Regions from separate parts of the Drosophila melanogaster genome. Here region 1 is linked to region 2. Evidence: chromatin contacts called from public Hi-C data. All regions are on one chromosome and are shown on one strand. The core of a region is the stretch at or near the end of the contact, and the rest is flanking DNA. Distances in the headings are between cores, read along the strand shown.

Region 1 (4,101 bases), core at 1,272-3,771, 37 kb before region 2:
GGAGATCGCAAAAGAAAAAAGATATGCCAGTAAAAAAAAGTATAAAATCGATGCTCTTATAGGAAATAGAAGATGCGGATGGAAATGGCATGCCGAAGATTAAGTTGGATAGGTTGAGCGATGGGAGCTGCAGATACTGCACTTACAATCAGCTTAAGAGCAACCTACCTAGAGCTTCCCTTCCTGCTCCTACCATTGCACATCAACAACCACCAACCACCCGGCGGCGTCATCTTCTGTTGCAGCTAATTATCCCGAAGTTGACAATACGCCTCGGGCAAATCAACATGGCAATCTGCTGAATAGCTGCCAAAACAAACAATCGCCGGTCCTCCGAAAATTGGCAGGCAATAGAGCAGCGATAAGGCAAACAATGCTGCAGCATTTGATTTACCTTCCAAGTGCCCAGGAACACACACAATGTCCAATCGGAGCACAACAATCGGGTTTTGATAATTATCATTGCTTTTGAGTGTATTCGGTGGGTTGACTAAATTTCGTAGTCTATTAAATAAAGTTTGACTATTAAGCAAACTTAAAAGGCAAGATTAAAAACGTTGATTGAAAATCCGAAAGACGTTCGCAGCAAGAAGCAATTTAATTGATGTTTGAAAGTTTTGAGCCGTAAAAGTTTATTTAAATTAGTAAAATTGAAACTAAAATTTATATATGAAATTCCAAGCTCTGGTCAGCTAGCTCATCGTCCTGCGGTAATTAACGGGTTTACGATCTCGAAAAAGCAATCAACTAAGAGTATTTTCCCAGGATGTTCCGCATGCCCCAAATAAAATGAATTTTTAATAACAACTTGCCACAGCCGGGGGCAGAATGGGATGTGGTGTACCAGCTTCATGTCCATCTTGGGGTTATTTTAATTATTTATCCGTCGGCAAGTTCGACAGGAGCTTGTCTGTGGCTGCCTTGTGGTTAAAGGTTGTGTCTTTAGCACGTCCGAAAAATGCCAGCCAAACACTTGGTACAAGTGTGAAAACCCTGCTCGAGGGAGAATAAACTTGTTATCCATCATCGACAGACGGGGGAATCTAATTAGTTCATTCATAATTGAGGACGCTGCTCATCTTGGCAGGCGCTCAACTGAAGAAGGAAAATCCCTACTTAATGTCACACACTTTTCCGCGCCATCAGGCGCTCATTTGCATTTAATGGCCATGCATACATAGATAGAAGCTGAGGGCCTCAATTACGACAGTTTTGACAGCCAGGCACATGTGTCTGCGAGAGTTTTCCCCCTTTCTTTACTTTCTGCTTCGTTTAATTAAGCCGAAATTTCAACAAAGAACCCAAAGACGTACGACGCACATCAGCATTCCTGTTGACAGCTGTCTGCAGTAGCAACTTCCTCAACTTCTTTTGCTGCACGGAGGTCCTTGCAATCCTCGACGGGCATTGACAGTCCAGACAATGGCCAACAGATGAGAGATATCCGAGTCTCGAAATTGTCACTGCAGTTAGCATCTGCTCGAGTGTTCCTTGGCCACATCACCTCCACCATTTTCACATTGCATAACGAGGCAGCAACTGTGTTTAGCTGAAGCAAAACTTAAAGTTCTCGAAGAAAGTTTGCGAAAGCAAAGAACAAATATTTGTTGGGCGCATAAATCAGCTGTCTAGGCTCTAGAATTATCGCTTCTACGTGAGAATCCCATCCTTGTGTCTGAGGATTTCTTACTGCGACCTGCCAAGAGACGCCCACAGCATTTCTTGTTTATTGTAAGAATTTAAATATATGCTAAACAGCACGAAGCAGCGAATTTACTGGCTTTTACTGGCAACCCAACCAAATGGGGTTCAATGCGCCCCAAAAACCGTGGGCTTTCGAAGTTCATAGTGCAGGGAAATTGAAAATTTATCATGGCACTGAACGAAAACGAAGGGAATTAAAAAAGGTTTATTGAAAGCCTGCAAAAGAATATTGCCCTATAAGTACTAAACACTCATCAAAATATAGTACATTTTCATTTTCTTCAACAATTTTTTGTCAATGTAAAAATTGCAAATTTTCTATATGTTCGACAGGAAAATCTCATTATACGTACAGAAATGCTCGTCGAACTGAATAGGAAACTGAGGCATAGCAGCTATGTTTTCCCCAGGTCCTTCAGCATTGTTAAGGAGTTTTCGGTCTAGTAATTGTACAGAGCACTTAATTAACAACTATGCTGTGCCCTGGGTCATGTGGCACTGGCTCTGATGTTTGTTATCCTTGCAACTCGTGTTGCCGTAGGCGGAAGTGCTCAAATGACACTGTAAAGTGTGGAATACTCGACGAGTCCTTTGGTACCATTCGGTTATTATTCAGCCTGTCGGCTCGGCCTTTTCCACTTGTAAATCACACTACTTCCGCCTACCCAGACGGCCAGACAAAGAACAGACAGTCGGATGGTTGGCAAAAATGCCACCTTTTACCTTGTTGTCCTGCCAACAGGTTTTGAGCCTTATTATTGTACGGCCTCCAGGTGTTCTCCGTGTGTGTGTGGGTCTGTGTATGTGTGTTGACGTTTAATCAACGCATTTTGCCATTTAACTCTGCAAACAAAGCCAAAGCACCCAAGTGCGACTCTAGCTGGCCTGGTATTTTTCACGTCCCACCACCCATATCCTTTTTCCTTCCTGGGAACTGCGGATCAGAGGCAGAGGTCCTTGTTGACTTATGGAAGCCTCCGGGGAACGAAGCGCGGATCGCGAGCATTTGTTGTCCACTTTTATTGCCAATTAAATGCAGTAACTGGTGTCACAGTTGTTCCTTCTGTTTTCCTATCCTTTCCCATTCCCCAACTGTTTAAATTTCTTTTAGCCCACACTTGGCAGATGCTGTGTTTATGCTTTCACTTTGCCCGATGCTCGGTGAAAGCATCTAAATTAAAGCTTATAGCTTATGGAATGAAACATTGGGACTCAAATGGGATGTGCTTTAAGTAAATTTTCTAAATTGTGAAAACAGTCTAATGTACACCTAACCTTCTTTAAAATATAATTGCGTTGTTCAAAATCACTTAAAAGATTTAGAATAGAATATTACGTGTAACAATAGGCTTTGGTTAATTAAAATTAAAAAAATGTTTTAAATATACATGAATCAAATTACTGGTATAAAATGTGGCATGGATTTTTCGCGTTCGCATGTTTTTTGTTTAAATATATACATATATATTGTATTTGGATTGTGTAAATATACATTGAGAATGTGGAAAAGACAGCAACTAAAATTTTTTATTTAGTAATTCCATTGGGGCACTTTCAATTTTTAAATGAAAGATGTTGGTAAAGTTTACCTTAAATTAAGTGGAAACGGGCATTTTTTTAATGGTTCTGGCCATCTCCGGTGGAGAATATCGCAGAGTCACGCTTCCACTTCCGGACTGTTAACTGCTTTTTAATGATGCCACTGCCGCCAAAGAATCAGCGACATGAACATAAACATTAACATCAGTGTAATGTTCTGAATCTGGGCAGCAGCTGATGGTGAGTTTAATGAAAATTCACTTGACATGAGATGGCATTTCGTGTAAATTTTATAATCTTAAGTGTTTTTTATTGTCCGGCGCAATTCGCTCGTGATGTTGAGCATCAATTAATTTTGTTTACTGTTCACTTATGGTGCATTTCACGTGGAAATCCCTTTGGTAACCCTATCCTTGTGTACATACATATTTAGCTGGCGAATCGATATAGTTTATGAATAAGTAATCGCACTTCAGTGCATTTATATTGCCGCCTGGAGCGCTTGTTGCTTTGGTCCAGTTAAATATTTACGCAATTTGAGTTATGTTCGAAGTGCCTATGGTAACCTTAATCTAAGCATGAATAAATTAACTTTTGTATAATGGATATACATGATATTGCGCATACGCCCCGTTGCTTAGCCCGTAAGTATTTTATATTTGTGGCATTCTACGACCACATTTGAGCCGATTAAAATAAAGTTTCCATTTCAAACAATTAACAATTTTAAAGTTATTAAGCAGCTTACGCACAACACACAGACACACACACGTGCAGCAAGAACAAATTTAATTAAACAAAAAGTTCCAGGTACAAGCTGCAAAAGTCTGAATACCAACGAGGAAAATATTTATATGG
Region 2 (4,007 bases), core at 242-2,741:
AATGTGTCACATAAACTAAATCGTGTAATTATGATTCTGATTTATGAAATCTGCTAATTTGCCTTCAACTGAGAAAAGTTCAAGAGGCATAACTTTTTAATTCGAGCATATTATTCCGCAAAGAGCAATTAGGCTAGCATTCCGGATAATTGATTTTATTCAGCCATAGAAATACAGCCGACCACAAGTGAGAAAATCTAATAAAATGTTTTGAGTGGAAAAATTTAATATAAATGTGAATTCTATTTAATTACTTCAAAACGAGGTGTTCAAGTGACGCTGAATTTCACAAATAATTCATTGGTCTTTTGAAACCTTACCCACAGCACCCAACCCTCGTTTTTTTTTTGGCATTTAATTAATTGACAAATATTTGGACAAAGGCAGCAACTGGCTGGACCAAGGCTGGCCGCAAATTGAACAATAACACAACGAGCACTTCAAACGAAATTTATTTGATAAAATATTATTTCTTCTCCCACCTCGGTAGCTTGATTTTCCAATTAAAGCATCAATTCGGAATGGGCTGAAACTAAAAAATCGGGTCAAAATCAAACCAAGCCAAAAGCAAACCAGACCAAAAGCAAACGAGACCGCGCCTTACCGAAACGAACCCAAGCTCTGTCCATCGGTTAACCGTGTTCTGTGCTCCTGACAGCTGCCGGCCGAGGGGCCAGGATCAGGGAAAGTGTCCTGGTGGAGCTGCGAGGCAACAATGCAGGCGTGAACATAAATTTCAAGCTCCACTGAGCCACCCAGAGCCCTTCAGTTCAGAATTCCACCCCTCTTTGGTCAGGGCTAAAAGTGCCAAAGTTTATTATTAAATTATGTTGGCAAATAAAACTGTTGAACGTAAAATCAATTTTGGAACTTCTCTCTGCTCCTGACAATGCCCACTGAGAAGTGTCCTTTGTTTCTGGGCCAAGTCCTCTCTCTTCCTTCTCTTTTTTTGGCATCCTGTGACCGACTGAACCCAACTAATCAAATTAGGCTTAATTTCTAAAAAAAAAAAATAAATCAACTTGCCCAAAAAACAATTCTTCATCCCGGGGGAACCCTTTTCGATGCTGGTAATCGAATATGCCCCACTCATCAAAATCGCTAATGGCTCTTCAACTCGCTGGTCGAGACCGCAAATAGCCATTGGATGCCCGAAAATCGATTCTCGATATATGGCGTGTTATATATAGAGAGACCTCTCCACATGCGAATGGATTTTTCGAGGACCTGAAATAGCGCAAGTTCCGTTTAGCAGCTGAAAACTGAAATACTCATATTGAATAGGCAAATTCCCAGGTCAGGGAGGCTAGCAAGGAGACAAGGAGCAAAAGAGATGGGCAATGGAGAGCGAAAGAGAGAGGCTGACAGCTTTCTTTATAGAATTACTTCTGGCGCAATAACTTTTCCAACTGAACGAGCCGTTGATGGAGCACACTCGCTCTCTGCGACCGCTTTTCCACCGGGCTTTTCCTCCCGCTTTTCATCCTCTTTCCATGCCATTCCATTCATTGATTTGCCTTTTGCCATGGCCAACTAGTGCAGGACACGGACATGCGACGTGGCCCAGAGAGCGAAGCAGACATGGGCCATTTCCTCTTGGCTCAATCCCCTTAACACTCCAGCGGCCGAGCGTCCACAAATGAGCCCGGTATAAAAATAGTTTGCGGTGAACTCCATTCTGTGCCTGGTTGGCCCGTTCGTAAACACTTAATATTATTTATTAAACTGTGTGTTCCTCCCAATTTGCCTAAATCTCAATTTTTAATTTCCTTTCACATTTCCCTTGACCCTTCGGCAGTCCAGTGTCCGTAAATAATAGGCTGACAATATGGGCTTGTGGGAAAATTAACTTTTAGCCTGGTCAGCTTTATTAAATTGAAGACAACAGCCACTATAAACCATGTTTGTGAGTTTGCGTTAAAGAACGGCAACAGTTTCAATACTTTGTTGCTTGTTAAGCTCGATAAATAGAATCCAATCGCAAAAAGCCGTTTAGTTTCGCTTTATTTTACCTTTAATCCTATATTTGCCAAACAAATTAGTTCACCAATCCTCGATGCTCTGTTTTAATTAGTTGGCTTTATGCAATAGTTCTATGCAAATAAAAATGAACTCTGCATCCGTTAAAATTTCAGTATTTTCAATTTGGCAATAAAGCATTTGCACCAACGATGTAAAACTGTTTGCAAACGGTTTGTTAAATGGTAAACTGTGCATGTTACCTATGCAAACATGTATATATTATTTAAAACCTATAAATGCATTTACATAAACATTTATGGACATTTAAATATTTGTTCGAAAATATGCACAACATCTATGAAATCGCAATCGACAGGAAGTTGAGCAATGCTTCCCCAAAAATGAGCACTCATAATATGAATTATATGAATTATAAATAATTTTTTTTTTAGAATTTTAATTAGACATTGCAAATAATATTTAAAGTAAAATAACCCCAATAAATTTTTCATTTTATAGAAACAATTATTTTCGAATGAATTTTGCCTTTTAATACACGTAGATTTTCATTAGTGGTCGTTTATTATTTCGAGTTATTTTAAAATATTTTGATATTCTAAGGAACCAAAGAATTTTCCTCTAAACCTTATTCTCGATTTCATTATGACAGTTCTATTTCGTATTTTAATATTGGTGCCATCTTCAAAGAGTTTTTCCATAAGAATACCAAGGTGTTAAAAGTAAGTCACCTGATCTGGACAATAATTCCTGTTGCTGTTGTCCTTGCTGCTTCCTTTGCTGCTCGATGCGGGTATTTCAGCTGCTCCTTTTCCCATTGTTGCTAAGTGGCCATGCGGCTAACCAATCACTCGAGTATCCTGTTCCCGGAACTCTTTGCTCCTGGTTCCTTGGAAAATAGAGTGAGGATAAGACAACGGCCAAACAAATGGCGGCAGGTCCGCATCTGGCTGATGGCCTCCTCCTCAATTGGCCCAGATCCTTGCACGATGATGTCGATGCCGGCGGGCCACTCAGCAATGATTAATTACACTTAATTGTAATTTATGCGCCACTCGAGCAGCAGCTCTCATTCTTCTCCATTAGTCGAAGGAGGATTCAGTGTCGGGGAATCCACTTTATTGAAATCTAGGCCTTTGGGCTCCCGCTCCTATCCTGTCTACTGTCCCCATCTGTCTCCAGCTGCCGGCAAATGTCCCTTTTGTTTCGCTAATTGGCCATTAAGCTGCCAAGATTTTTAAAGCGTTTAACGTTGACTCTCGTTTTCGTTTTCATTAGCCCGGGCTTAGGCGCAAAGTCCGCTTGACTTTTGTACCGCGGACGAAGGCCTCCTGCTGCTGGTCAGCAGAGTGGCCATCAGTCCACAGCTCCATCCAACAATTCTCCAATAAATCAAGCCGTTTCCTTGACTTTTCTTGTGGCTGTTTGCCACCGAAAGCATCGCTCATTAATCAGTACGACCTCGGTCAATGGGTAATGTTCATTTGATGGCTGCTTGTTGCAGCTCAAATATATCGGAGTTCATTTATTTTTCGTGATGATGCGGACAAAACAATTTGTTTTTCTCTAGCCGAGGTAGAAGGTTTCTGGCAAAGAAAATACATTGGAACCTGGTAAAGGTATGTTATGTGCGCGAACTTGTAAATGTAATTCATATAAAATAAGTCAGGTGTTGCAACTTTTGACAGAAACTGTAACCAAAATAAGTCTTATACTTTTCAATTAAATACATAACTAATATATTTTAAATCAATTCAATTCTTGGACCCTTTGACAAGCAAATAAATCATCATCTTCTTTTCATGATAACGAATCATTAAATTGTTTACCGCCGAGCAAAAACTAAAATGAAACTTTTTGAACTCGGCCCCACACAATGTCTGTCCACGAATCAATAATCATTATCAAAAAGTTTTCTTTGCCAGCTTTCATCGAACCGTGTCCTTTTCAATTCTGTAGCCTAATTAGATCACATCGATGCAACTGTGAAGTGGCCGAAACTGCCAACGAAGTTCTCGGGAGTTTTT

The links. A called contact is a pair of places that touch in the nucleus more often than the background predicts.
Region 1: a contact with region 2 is called in a Hi-C map of the Kc167 cell line, with 4 times the contacts expected there. A contact is called at or near these places in 11 of 107 Hi-C or Micro-C datasets (the Clone 8 cell line, the Kc167 cell line, the S2 cell line and 5 more).

Annotation. Positions count from the first base shown.
Region 1 is chr3R:14,205,786-14,209,886 of dm6, reverse strand. All of the region lies in intron 1 of Dop1R1 (Dopamine 1-like receptor 1), which reads left to right. Among named protein-coding and RNA genes, the nearest start is that of Dop1R1, 7.0 kb to the left of the region's middle.
Region 2 is chr3R:14,168,110-14,172,116 of dm6, reverse strand. It overlaps Dop1R1 (Dopamine 1-like receptor 1), which reads left to right. Exons shown (of 6, transcript NM_001260163.1): 6 at 1-4,007. Among named protein-coding and RNA genes, the nearest start is that of CG3199, 7.4 kb to the right of the region's middle.